2 separate regions of the Rattus norvegicus genome follow, and region 2 is linked to region 1. Evidence: chromatin contacts called from public Hi-C data. All regions are on one chromosome and are shown on one strand. Each heading gives the region's core, a stretch centred on a gene start, on an enhancer-like site or on the middle of the called end of the contact. The rest is flanking DNA. Distances are from core to core; before and after follow the strand shown.

What was found. Hi-C and Micro-C count contacts between places; a contact is called where the count stands out from the background.
Region 2: a Hi-C map of liver shows a contact between it and region 1, with 5 times the contacts expected there. The contact joins two enhancer-like sites. A contact is called at or near these places in 12 of 12 Hi-C or Micro-C datasets (the A7r5 cell line, the Rat2 cell line, Schwann cells and 7 more) and 1 of 1 datasets of contacts at active chromatin or transcription factors (oligodendrocytes).

The regions. Positions count from the first base shown.
Region 1 is chr10:11,585,525-11,591,901 of GRCr8, reverse strand. No RefSeq gene overlaps it. Among named protein-coding and RNA genes, the nearest start is that of Srl, 48 kb to the right of the region's middle. Within about 2 kb of position 2,556, at least 69 of the 93 cell types and tissues checked have an H3K27ac peak or open chromatin away from gene starts, as enhancers often do.
Region 2 is chr10:11,732,662-11,739,342 of GRCr8, reverse strand. All of the region lies in intron 3 of Adcy9 (adenylate cyclase 9), which reads right to left. Among named protein-coding and RNA genes, the nearest start is that of Adcy9, 90 kb to the right of the region's middle. Within about 2 kb of position 4,987, at least 2 of the 93 cell types and tissues checked have an H3K27ac peak or open chromatin away from gene starts, as enhancers often do.

The sequences.
Region 1 (6,377 bases), core at 1,307-3,806:
GGCAAACCCACAAACAAGGTTCAACAGCATGTGCGTTACTCCCGAGACTTCGGGACACCAGCGACCATACAAGGAAAAGATTCCAGTAGCCAGAGTACAAAATGAAACCAAGCTCTAGCAACAGGGCTTGTTCTGAATGAAAAGTGTGTCAGGATGAGCCTTGAAGGAGAATGAGATCAATGCTGGCTTTTCTCTTAACATCGTGGTTTTCAAATATTTCTATAATGGACTCAATAGGTTGTGCCAGAGGTGGGTGAGGGGAGGGAAGTGGGGAAGAGTAGGAGGAGGGAGGAGGGGCAGGAAGAAGAGGGTGAGGAAGGAGGAGAAGGTAGTAGTTGTCGGGCATCCCGGGTATGAATTCCGAGAGCAGGAATCAGGAGGCGTTAAAGGGAGGGAAAAGGGGTGGGGGTTAAAATGTAAAAGTCTTAAATTTAAATTTAATAAGAATGTTCTACAGGCAAGGGCTGGCAAGATGGATGGCTTAGCAGTCAGGAGCAGTTAAAGCTCCTGCTGAGCAGCTCCCAGCTCCTGTAATTCCATCTCTGAAGGACCCGACACCCTCTTCTGAGTGTATCTGCACGTATATGCACACAGATACAGACAATAAATAGAAACGTTTAAGTATAAATATGTTTCAAGTTCTCTAAACAAAGACCCAACTTTCTGCATAATGGACTGCTATGCAAGTGCAGTGTGAGGCTTATAGCACACAAACTCTGTAACTTCCTCTGGTGAGGGGCTTAGATTGGGTAGGGGAAGGGTTAACGAAGCCTCTAGGAAAGAAGAAGCCTGGGAGGAAGAGCTCCATGATTTTAAAACTCTCGACTCCACAGCACCCCATTTTAGGGGTGCTGGTGAAACTACCCACCAGACTGGTTGCTGCTTATCCCTGGAGAACTCAGTGTTCCTCCAGCAGCACCAGAAGTGCAATTAGCAGAACTGAGCTTGTGGGTGGAACATGGAGTAGGAGAGACAGCACCCTGGGTCCCTGCCCAGACTGTGGAGGATCTCAGGAATCAGGAGGTGGGTAAAGATGGCTCCAGACAGAAGGGTTTTTTAATTCCCAAAGCTCTCTGACACTAGGGAAACCAAACAGAAATCCAGGATACTTTTTCAGATTCCCAAGCCTGCTCTTTTAACCTAAAGATAGCCTATTCAAGCCATTAGGGGAGATGCCAATCCCCATGGGGCTTCTTCATGCAGATGTCCTGTGGCTGCTCCAAGACAAGTCCCAAGACAAGCGAAAATCCTTTGGTGAGCCCTGCCACATGTAATGTGTCTGTCTGGTTCTCCACAGACTTGCACAGGGAAGCCACACTTGTCTCATGCTGGGGAGATTCCTGCCTTCTAGCACTGAATGAGCTTACCCTGAACCCTGATGGAAGATACATGTTGCTCTGAATTCAGATCCCTGTCACGGGGCTTGTTCCAAACAGAGTCTAATAATTTTATTTTCTGACCAGGACGTCTGTAGGGGAGGGAGCCTCACACCTGGTAATCAAGGACTCTGCCTATATTCCAAGGCTTATGGCTCTTTAATTTGTTTTTGGTTTCTTTACCTATTTATTTTGAAACGGGGTCTCTATGTAGTCAACCTGTCTTGGAACTCCCTATGTATACTGACTGGCCTCAAACTCACAAAACTCGGCCTGATTCTGCCTTCTCTTCCTTTAATTCTACGGCTAAAGGCATGGGCTACCACAGCCAGCGGTGGCTTCTTGAGGAAACTACTACAGAATCTCTTAAGTCCTTTCAGCTCCTAAAATTGATGATTTGGAGGACAGCCAACCACAATATTACCCCTGGTATCCTATAGCTGCCATTTTCATCTCTCTCACTGGGGGGTGGGGGAAGGGGAAGTATCCCCCCGCCCCCATACTAAAGTCAGCGTACTGGACGCAGGGTCAGTGGACGCTTTTCTGATTTTGGTTTGGTTTACCTTTTTGAGATGGGGCTTCTCTGTAGGGTCTGCTTTGTAGACCAGGCTGGCCCGTACTCACCACCTGCCTCTCAAGTGCTGGGATTAAAGACATGAGCCACCACTCTAGGCTACAGCTTTGTGGCTACAGACAGAGGAGGTCAGCTTAAATTTCAAGCTCCTAGGATCATCTCTTAAAAGCCTCACTTCCTGTTTTTGCTGGGGGCTGGCCCAGGAGAAAATAGCCCTCTAAAAACAGCAAGCACCAAATTCTCTGTGATGTACTTTCCACAGCACAAGGCCTCTGTGGGTCCTGAATCAGAACTCTGCAGGTCCCCTCAGGGCTTCAAAGTAGTCAGTACCACAGCTTCCGAAGGGTAGAGCCTCACCAACAACGGCCTTCAGGACACAGCCTTGTCCCCTGGGTAACTGGGCCGGCTTCGGGCTCCTAGGTGTCCCCTGGCTGGAGGGTGAGGGTGACCGCCTGGAAGGACGCTTCCCGGGGATGTCTGGGACCTGCGGGGCTGGCGTGCAACTACCTCGCGTCCACTAGATCTCGGATACAAGACAAAGCTCGGGCTCGGACACGAGGGAGTTGAAGGGATCTTGCAACCGAACGCCCAGTTCCCGCCTACCCGAGACTCAGTGGAGCCTCCAGGAAGCTCCGCAACCCGCTTCCACGTCTGCGCACGCGCTCTGTCAGCACGGGCAGTGTCAAGAGTTAGCCGCTAGGGGGCGCGACGGAGCAAATGCGGCTGTGCGCATGCGCACCAAGACTGCTGCCTTGTGAACTTTGTTTCCTGCGCGTAGTGTTTAGCTTGCAACCTGCTCTGTGGCTGATGCCTGTAGGGCCAGGGCCGAGTGACTGCCCCGTAGGTGGTGAGCCCCACATCAGGAAGACAATGAGTGAAAGAAGCCTGGCTTGAGAGACTAGCCACGTTCATGAGGAGCCCTACTTCCCCCCACCTTCAGGACCCGGGTTCAGAACTGGCCTCACCTTCCTCATTAAGATCAGGAGGCGAACCTGGGAAGATGGCCAAGGCCAGGTACAGCCACAGAGTCTCTGGCTGTTTTAGAGGAACCAGCTTTAGCTACAGAAAGGATGCCAACTGCAACCCGTGCGTTCCACAAGTGCATCTCTCCCTGCCCTGTCCATCTGTGACCGTGCAGAATCGGGAGGTGGAGGACCAATAGCAGTCCTGTGTTTTCACAGGGACGCAGGGGCAGGAACACATTCATTACACCCTTGCCTTCGCACACACTGCCCCCTGTTAGCTGGCTTCGTGAGGTGGACTATCCCAAAATGTCACAGGGAACCAGAGACCGGTCTGGATTGGGCTTCCTTAGTGCCTACGTGGAAACAAGGTGCAGCCCGGGCATACAGAGTCAGGTTGATGGACTGAGCTTTTCCTCCAGGTCCTTAGTTGTTAGGAGTGGGACAGAGTTAAGAGAAAACAGACTCCAATACATCCTAACCAACAGGTCCAGGAGCAAGCAGGAAACTCCTGCTGGATCTTCTGTTTTTTCATGCTGTTCTCTGCCCAAGAACTTTAAGTGGCCTAGACTCCCTGGTCTATTTCATTTAAAGCCCAGTTTCCTCTCCTTGATTGATCTGTCCTTTATACATCTCTGCCACAGAAGCGTTCACCTTGCTGTGAGTACAAACCCTCACCTTCCCCAGGATCTCGTCCTACAATCCTGTCCAGTCATCAAAGAATAGCTGAAGTTGCTCTCCCCCTACGAAGCTGGTCTCCGTTGCTGGTATTCTAGAGAAGAGTCCTGATTTTATGGAAATACCCCTTTCAACAAAAGTAATACACTACTGTTCAAACAAAAATTTAATGATGTCAGTTCATTGGTTCTTTACAAATGAGAAAAAGGAAAAAGACTTGAGAACTGAGGCGGGAAAACCACTTTATCCCAGGCATTCGAGACCAGCCTGACAGCATAACAAGACCGCATCTCAAAACAAGTGGGCGGGGCTGGAGAGACGGCTCAGCGGTTAGGAGCACCGACTGCTCTTCCAGAGGTCCTGAGTTCAATTCCCAGCAACCACATGGTGGCTCACAACCATCTGTAAAGAGATCTGATGCCCTCTTCTGGTGTCTGAAGACAGATACAGTGTGCCAGCATACATTAAATAAATAAATTTAAAAAAAGAAAAAGAAAAACAAGTGGGCAAGAAAGTCTTTTGTCCTGATCATATGGTTTGGAAAAATGTCATCTTATTCCTGGGGTCTTCCCTGATCACTGCCCTTCCTATGCTTTGGATCCCCAGTGCATAGTCATTTCCCAAGATTAGAACTTATGAATCTGAAAGTTCCAAATCTTTTGAAATAGTACTGAGAAAGCCACTAGCACCAGAATTAATGGAAATATAGCAGATAGTTCCCACTCTTCACAAAAATTATCTTTTGTTTGTTGCTTTTTAATTTTATTTTTCTTATGGGCTGTGTGTGTGTGTGTGTGTGTGTGTGTGTGTGTGTGTGTGTGTGTTTGAGACAGTCTCAAGCTATAGCCTCCTGAGTGCTGGGCTTACAGACACAAGCCACCACACCAAGCTCAAAGTCACCTTTATTAGTGTATGAGAAACACATACTATGTACCGTGGGTTAAGGCTCCAGGTCAGCACACATCAGTGGTGATAGGCTATAGTAGAGTTAAGCCTGGTAGCACACACCTGTAATCCCACCAGTTGGGAAGCTGGGGGCAGGGAGAACCATGAGTTTGAGAACAGGCTAGGCTACAAAGCAAGTTCAAGGTCAGCCTGGGCTACATAATGAAAGTCTAGCTCAAAAAGATCTTTTTCTAATGTATGTGTTTCTTAAGATTTTTTTCTTTGACTCTTTTTCTTCTGTTTGTTTGTTTTCTCGTATTCTTGCTTGTCTGTTTTTATTTTATCTTATTGTTTTAGATTCTTATTTGTTTTCTAATGTGAGAGAGAAAGAAAAGGTATGTATTTGGGTGGGTTGAGTATTTGGGAAGAGTTGGGGGAGGGGAACTATAAACAGAATATATTGTATAAAAATCTATTTTCAAGGCCTGGAGAGATGGCTCAGCGGTTAAGAGCACTGACTGCTCTTCCAAAGGACCTGAGTTCAAATCCCAGCAACCACATGGTGGCTCACAACCATCTGTAATGGGATCTGATACCCTCTTCTGGTGTGTCTGAAGACAGCTACAATGGACTTACATATAAAAAAAATACTTTTTTTAAAAAAATCTATTTTTAAGAAAAAGAAGAAAATAATATAGTGAGGATGGCAAGCTGGCTCAACCAGGTTGGACAACCAGGAGGACAAGACCTGCTGATCACACTGCATACAGTTCTAGGCCACTAATCAGTTGTTGTTGTGGTTGTTTTCTGTTGTCTCCTCCTCATCACCTTGATGATCTTTTAGAGAACAATGTCTTTGTATTAGGAGAAGCCCAGGCTTTGTGTCATGTCACTGAGGGGAATTGGCCAGTACCTGTGAGATGTCTAAGGCCAAGACACACATGCAAAGCCAGGAGCTGACAGAGAGTTGTTCATTGAATGCCTCTTCCTGGATTTCCATCCTAGGTGGGCTATCCAGGTACACACACACACACACACACACACACACACACACACACACACAGTCACACACACACAGAGTCACACATGCACACACACACATGCACACAGTTTCACACACACACACACATGCACACAGTCACACACACACAATCTCACATACACACACACACACACACACACACACACACACAGAGTCACCTTCTCCTCCAGCATCTATTCATTCACTCCAGTAGCACACTAATGAAGGGCTGTGCCCAACACTGTCCTAGATACTTAGGCATGTTTTGGCCACAAAAGCACACATCTCACTGGCTTCTCAGTTCCCCCCGACTTCATTTGAATGCTTTTTTGAATCCCATGTGGTGTGTGTGTGTGTATGTGTGTATGTGTACATATATGTATATGTGTGTGTAACATGTTAGATGACATGTACATATGTCCTTACAAAATTCTCTCCATTCCCATCCTCACCTTTCCTGACTATGTTTGGAATGGCCTTTGGCTCTGCCTTCTCCACTTTCTGTTTCTTTCTCAACGCCCATAGTGGCAACCCTGAGCTGTGGAAAGGACAAATTCGAGGGAGAACTCAGCCTGTTACATGTATTTTCTTTGAAAAAGTCCTTGTTGCTTGCCTTCCGTCTTCCAGAGCAAAACTGTGTTTCTGGCGTAGGCAAGAGAGAGAGAGGGGCCAGGCTGCAGCAGGTGAGCAGGGCAGGCTGTCCAGGCTGCAGCGGGTGAGCAGGGCAGGCTGTCTAGGCTGCAGCAGGTGAGCAGGGCAGGCTGTCCAGTTGTTCAAAGCAGACCTACATAAGGTGAGCCTGGGAGAACATGGCCAACTTGTCCAGCCCTAGGATCAGATGCTCAAAGCCAGAGAACCCACTGGCCTCAGCCACTGACTGG
Region 2 (6,681 bases), core at 3,738-6,237, 150 kb before region 1:
AGGGAATCAATTCTCTGGCCACTCCTGTTCTGTGAGAAAGGGCCAGTATCTGTGAGCCAGCGTCACATCCTCACTGGATATCAAATGTATTGGCTTCCAAAACAGCGAGCAGTAGCACTGAGCAGTAACTTTTTCCCCCCTAAGTTGCATTTATTTTTAATTGTGCTTCTGTGTATTATGTGCACACAGGAGTGGTTCCTGAGGAAGCCAGTTGTGATCTGCCTAATTCGAGTGCTCAGGAATTAAATCCAGGTCCTCAGCAAGACCAATACGAGCCATCTCTCCAGCATGGCGGTAACTTCCTACCGTGGGCATCAAACGGCTGGTTGATGGATTTTTGTGATATCAGTTAACTGAAGGAAAATGGACTTTTCTTTCTTTTTCTTTTTTTTTAAGGGGTCATGAAAATATTCTGAAGTAACATGACGATGGTTACACTACCTTGCAAATACACTGAAAACGTACATGATTAAAAGATCAGTTCTGTGTTAGGTGAATCACACCTCGAGATGACAGAGCTAAGCTGAGGTCTACGAGCTCTCTTTGCTGGGCAGCTGGGTTGAAAACTAGGGATATGTCCTGTAAGACATGGAATTCCAAGCTTGTAGGAATTAGCACAGACAGGTACAGAAAGAGGAAGGCTGTTGCTTCCAATCTCCGGGAGCTTCAGGGTTCGGCTCAATCACTCACTAATCCCCTGACTAAAGTGACTTTACCTCAGGACCCTCATGTGTAAGGTGAAAGTGAAAACTTTCCTTGGAGAGATGCTTTAAGGATTAAATGGAGCGAGTGTGTGTATAACTGAACGGTTCCTGGGACTCACCATATCCCAAGCAGAGTCATTGCTATGGTCAAAGTGACACAGCAGCCTAGGGATATCATGGTGAGGGCTGGGTGTCAGTGAAGATGACTTCTTCTCAGCGAGAACTATTAATCACTATGATTAATTATGGAAGACTAGATGCTATTGAGAAATTGAAAGGAGCCTAAAGGTAAGAGTACGGCCCAAGTTCACATCCAAACTGAGGTCACATGAAATGAGATGAAAGCACAAAGATTCTAAAGAGTCCCACAGTCTGGGAATCTGACATAATGCAGACTGAATATCCATGTTCATTTCAAAGATGGGTGTACACATGCCAAGGTAGCTAGTATTTATTAGCTAGCACGTGCGGACAAAACTAGCTCCCAGGTGAGGTCTGCTTACACCCTTCATCTTCAAGTGTGTGCTTGCTGGGCTGGGGAGCACGCAGAAGTCAGAGGACGGCTTCCTGGAGTTAGTTTTCTCCTTCTATTTTTAAGTGGATTCTGGAGATCAAATTCAGGCTGTGTGGCAAGCACTTTCCCCAGAGAGGCGCCTCGCGGATGCTGTGCTTACACTATCAAACTGATGTCAAAAAGACAGAAGTGCTCCATTCGTAAATCAGTGCAATGATTCAAGATGGTCTCTCATATATCTCAAGTTAGTCTTGAACTTACGTATCGACAATCTTGATTCTCCTCCTTCTACCTACCAACTGCTGGGATTTGCCATATCTAGTGAAATAATTTTTATACACTATACGCTATAGTGAAATAATTTTAAAACACCTTGTGGTACTGACTGAGGTAAAGTTCAAACATTTGCTAAGGGACAGGGTTAAGAGTCAGTGAAGGATTCCACACATGCAAGTGTGAGGACTCTAGTCCCATCCCCTGAGCCCACAGGTGTCGTCCTTGTTGTTTGTTTTGTTGATGTTTTAAAGCCAGGTGAGCACCTGTAATCCCAGCACTGTGGAAATTGAGATGGGAGGATCCCTGGGCCTTGCTGGCCAGCGAATGTAGATGAATCAGGGAACTGCAGGTTCAGTGAGGAACTGACTGTGTCTCATCAAGATGAAGAGTAAGTGAAGGGGACACCTGTCATTGACCTCTGACCCATACTGCACAAACACACATGAACACACACACACACACACACACACACACAATATCAAGCACAAAGTGACCCTCTGAGCCTCTAGTGGAGGAATGAAGTAAATGGGCCCAAGAGATACCTAATTCTAACTGAGCTGTTTGGAAGGTCGGGTGAGTCAGCTTGGTTCTGGTGCAGTGCCTGCTTGCTCCTCTAGAGGGCACACTGAACATTTCACTAACCAAGTAGTTGACCAGGGAAGGACACAGCTTAGTGGGGACAGGCTGACCTTACGGTTTGAAAGACTAACTTCATCCAAACCTTTAGGTGCCACAGATCTTGAAACAGGAGGGCAAAGCAGCACAAAGCTATTATTTCTTTGGCCAATTTTAAACATCAAGCCTGGAGAAGAGCCACACGGCCACCAGCCTGACATGGTGGCCCTGGCTCTGCCCCAAACAGGTACACACACAAGTAGATGTGGGATCTCTCCAAAGCCTCCTGTATGAAATGGAGTTATTATGTCTACCTGAAGGTCTTGCTGTAAGGGGAAGATGGGGGTGCTCACGTAAAGTACGTCAGAATATTTCAAAAGCAGCTATTTGATTGATTAATTACTTAATTAATCAATCAATTTATTTATTTTTAAGACACGGCCTTAGGCTCAATGGATTGAGATGAGTCAGTGATTAAGAGCACTGGCTACTCAACTATGACCACTGGAGTTCAGACCCCTAAACTAATGTCAGGAGACTCACAACGCCCGTAACTCCAGCTCCAAGGGATCCGCCCCATACAAGTGTGCACAGACACTAACACACACACATAATTAAAGTAAAATAAATATGTTTTAATACATGGCCTCACCGTGTAGCCCTGGATGTCCTCAAACGTCACACAATCTAGTTAGTTCCGGTTGTTCTTAAGTTGCAATCATTCTGCTCCCATACCCTGAGTGCTGGGGTTACCGCCACACACGTCTTCAAAGCAGTTTTATTTTGTGTGCCAACTCAGAGGGAACTGATTGATTAGTGATGTCTGCCATGGACAAAAGGCTGGACATGTGAGAGCATGGTGGTGAAGAGCAAGTCTCAGGGCTTCTTAGCTGGGTGGCACCAGGGAGACTGAGACCTACAGCAAATCATTTCACTCAATTCTAAAATGGGGCTCTTTGCTAGTCTGTCTTTCTTTCTCAGTGTACTGGCTGGCTTTGTGTGTCACCTTGACACAAGCTGGAGTTATCACAGAGAAAGGAGCCTTCCTAGAGGAAATGCTTCCATGAGACCCAACTGTAAGGCATTTTCTCAACTAGTGATCAAGGGGGGAGGACCCAGCCCATTGTGGGTGGAGCCATCCCTAGGCTGGTTGTCCTGGGTTCTATAAGAGAGCAAGCTGAGCAAGCCAGGGGAAGCAAGCCAGTAAGTAACATCCCTCCATGGCCTCTGCATCAGCTCCTGCTTCCTGACCTGCTTGAGTTCCAGTCCTGACTTCCTTTGGTGATGAACAGCAATGTGGAAGTGTAAGCTGAATAAACCCTTTCCTCCCCAACTTGCTTCTTGGTCCTGATGTTTGTGCAGGAATAGAAACCCTGACTAAGACACTCAGCCACTTTCTTTTGGGGAGATTTTCTTGATTAGAAGTTTAGAACAGGGGTTGGGGATTTAGCTCAGTGGTAGAGTGCTTGCCTAGCAAACGCAAGGCCCTGGGTTCGGTCCCCAGCTCCGAAAAAAAATAAAAAAGGAAAAAAAAAGAAGTTTAGAACAAATGAAATTTCATTTTTTTTTTTCAGAAAAATCTACCTTCCCTGGGAGAGATACTCCCCTGTCTCAACACCCTATTCAGACTGGAGGCCCCTGTGTAGCATGGGCCCTTTACTATACAATGGTGTGTATTTCACGTCATTCTCTACAGCCCCAACAGGATTTTCCTTTGACGATTTCTATGGCCTAACTTGAATCTGAAGTTTTCGATGAGCTGACACAGCCATGAAACCTTCCCCGCTTACCAAGAACGTCCATCTCTCTCCCCCTTCTGCTATTGGCATCTCCACAATGCCAAGAACCTCCCACCTCCAACCCGCACAAGAACCTTGGAAGGCACGGCTCGCTGTGGAGCAAGGCTGGCAGGCATGTTATAGTAAGTTCACTGTCAAAACGGCAACAGCTATGAGTTAGAGGTAATGACAATAGGTTTACAGTTGTCTGGTCGTGTACAAGACTCTGGAGGCTCTGCTGCTGCTGAGAAAATCCACTGCTGTGCAAACATGAGGACTGAGGCCCAGATCGCTGGACGGGCAGCCTAGCCAGAAAGCACTGTGCTCCAGGGAGACCCTCAGTGTCTCAAGGGAAGCGGGGAAAAAAGTGATTAGAGCAGGACAACCAATGTCTTCCGCTGGCTGTCAAACAAGCACACACAAGAACACACATTTGCATACATATGTATGCATCTGCATATAACACACACACACACACACACACACACACACACACACAAGCACATACAAACTCAAAGGAAAGGCATGAGCCTTCTGAAGAGAGGATGGTTTGTGGACACTGGGGTTTGACTCAAGAGCTCCTGGCCCCTGACCACCATGGGACTTGACTCTGGCTGCCTCTCCTGTCACAAGGAAATGATCCTGACACCTTGATCTGCTGGGCTCTGATCACCTGAAATGACCCACCTTCCCCGCTGTAACTTCCACCTTGGCTCTTCTGAGTAGCTCTACTGGCACAGACACACTAAAGGGAGCAAACATCCCCTAAATGGCATCTTTACAGGCCAAGGAGTTTGCTGGCTGTTGCCGGGGTAACCTGAGAGTCCTTGGAAACTCACCGAGAGCACATTTCACCACCCCCCTCCACCCTTGATGGACACAGGCTTTGAAGGAAAAACCAAAACCATTCCTCTGATACATACGAACCCATTTTCATTTGTTTCTCGTGTGTTTCAACGTATGCCCCTAATTCTGGTCAGAATACCTGGCACAGAGCTACAAAGCAGGGTTGCTGGGCTTCTTTGTTTGTTTCTACTCAAGGCTCTTGCAAGATAAATCATTGTGAAGTCAACACCTGTCCCTTTCCATAACTGCCCCAGGGAAGCCTCTCGGGGGGATGGAAACATCAGCCCTGGGTATGCCTGTCTAGTCTACAGATCACTGACTACTTAGCATTGTGTCCTGGTACTAGAAGAGGCCTCTCCACGAGGCTCACGTTGGACATGGCTGGCTGGGGTAAGCATGACAACAACAATCACTGAAATCCCCCTGAAGCTCTTTATGTCTCAATGTTTGCTCCTCAGAAACTCCCACAACACAGGCACAGTAAGTTCCATTTCATACAAGAGGAAACCGAGGCGGACAAGATAAGGGGCTCACATATAGTCACCCTGCTAGACTGCCACCAGGGAACTATGAGCCCAAACAGAAGAGCGTTTGACCCTAACTACACACACTAACACTTTCAGAACAGATGATTTCTGCTGAGAAAATACCAGAAGTGAACAGAAACGAATCCTTACAGGAAAACAGAGCGGCAATGATCACAGAGGAGAAAGGCTCCACAGATCTGTGAGAACAGGAAGCAAGACAGTTCAAGAACACTGGAGGCAAAGCCATGAATAAACAACTTTAAAACTCAGACACAAGATTTCAAAGTCACCTCGTATAGAATCAAAGAACAGTAATTTCTGAACTTTTCATTTAATTCCTCAGCTCTACAGGACTTTTGAACCTAAAAACCAAGATTGATTCAACACACACACACATACACCCACACTCACACACACACACACATACACACACTCACACACATACACACACACTCACACATACACACACTCACACATACACACACATACATACACACACACTCACATACACACACATACACACACTCACACACACACACACACTCACACACACTCACACATACACGCACATACACACATCACACACATACACTCACACACACTCACACATACACACACTCACACACACATACATACATACACACTCACACACACACTCACACATACACACACATACACACACTCACACACATACATACACACACACATTCACACACACACACTCACTCACACACACACAGGTGAAGGATTAATCAGATTCTGCTGAGCACGGTGGTGCAGTCTTATAATCCCAGAGGCATAGGCAGAGAGATCAGGAGTTCTGAGATAGCCCTGGGCTGCATGAGACACTATCTTATAAAAAGAAAGAAAAGAGAAAGAAAAATGAAAAAAAAAAGTCTAGATTAGTTTTAGTAGACCACGTTACTATGTTGTGGGAAAATTCCATCAGAAAAACAAAATAAGAAAAATAGTATTTTGGGAAATGTCTATACATCCAATAGCACTCAAATGACATATGCATGTCTGTCCACTTAATTAACATACGTGCTTTATTACACTTTTGTTTCCTTATGCTGTGTGCATGCTGGGGCATGCATGTGGAAATCAGAACAACCTGTGTGGGCCACCTTGAGGGTCCTGAGGACTGAACTTAGGTTGTCAGGTTTGGTGACAAGCACCTTTACCTCGTGAGCCATCTCGTGGGTTTCAAAATGTCTTTAAAAATATCTTCTGACTTATAATTGTGGGAAACAGGATCAAAAACATTGTCACATACCTGTACTCTCAGTACTTGGGGGACTGAGGCAGGAGGACTGTGAGCGTGAGGTTTCTCTGGGTTAGATGGTAAGATTCCTCCCAAATGCCTCTCTGATTTCTCAGTTTGTAGAACAGGTAGCAATGGCTGGTGTGGTAGCCCAGGG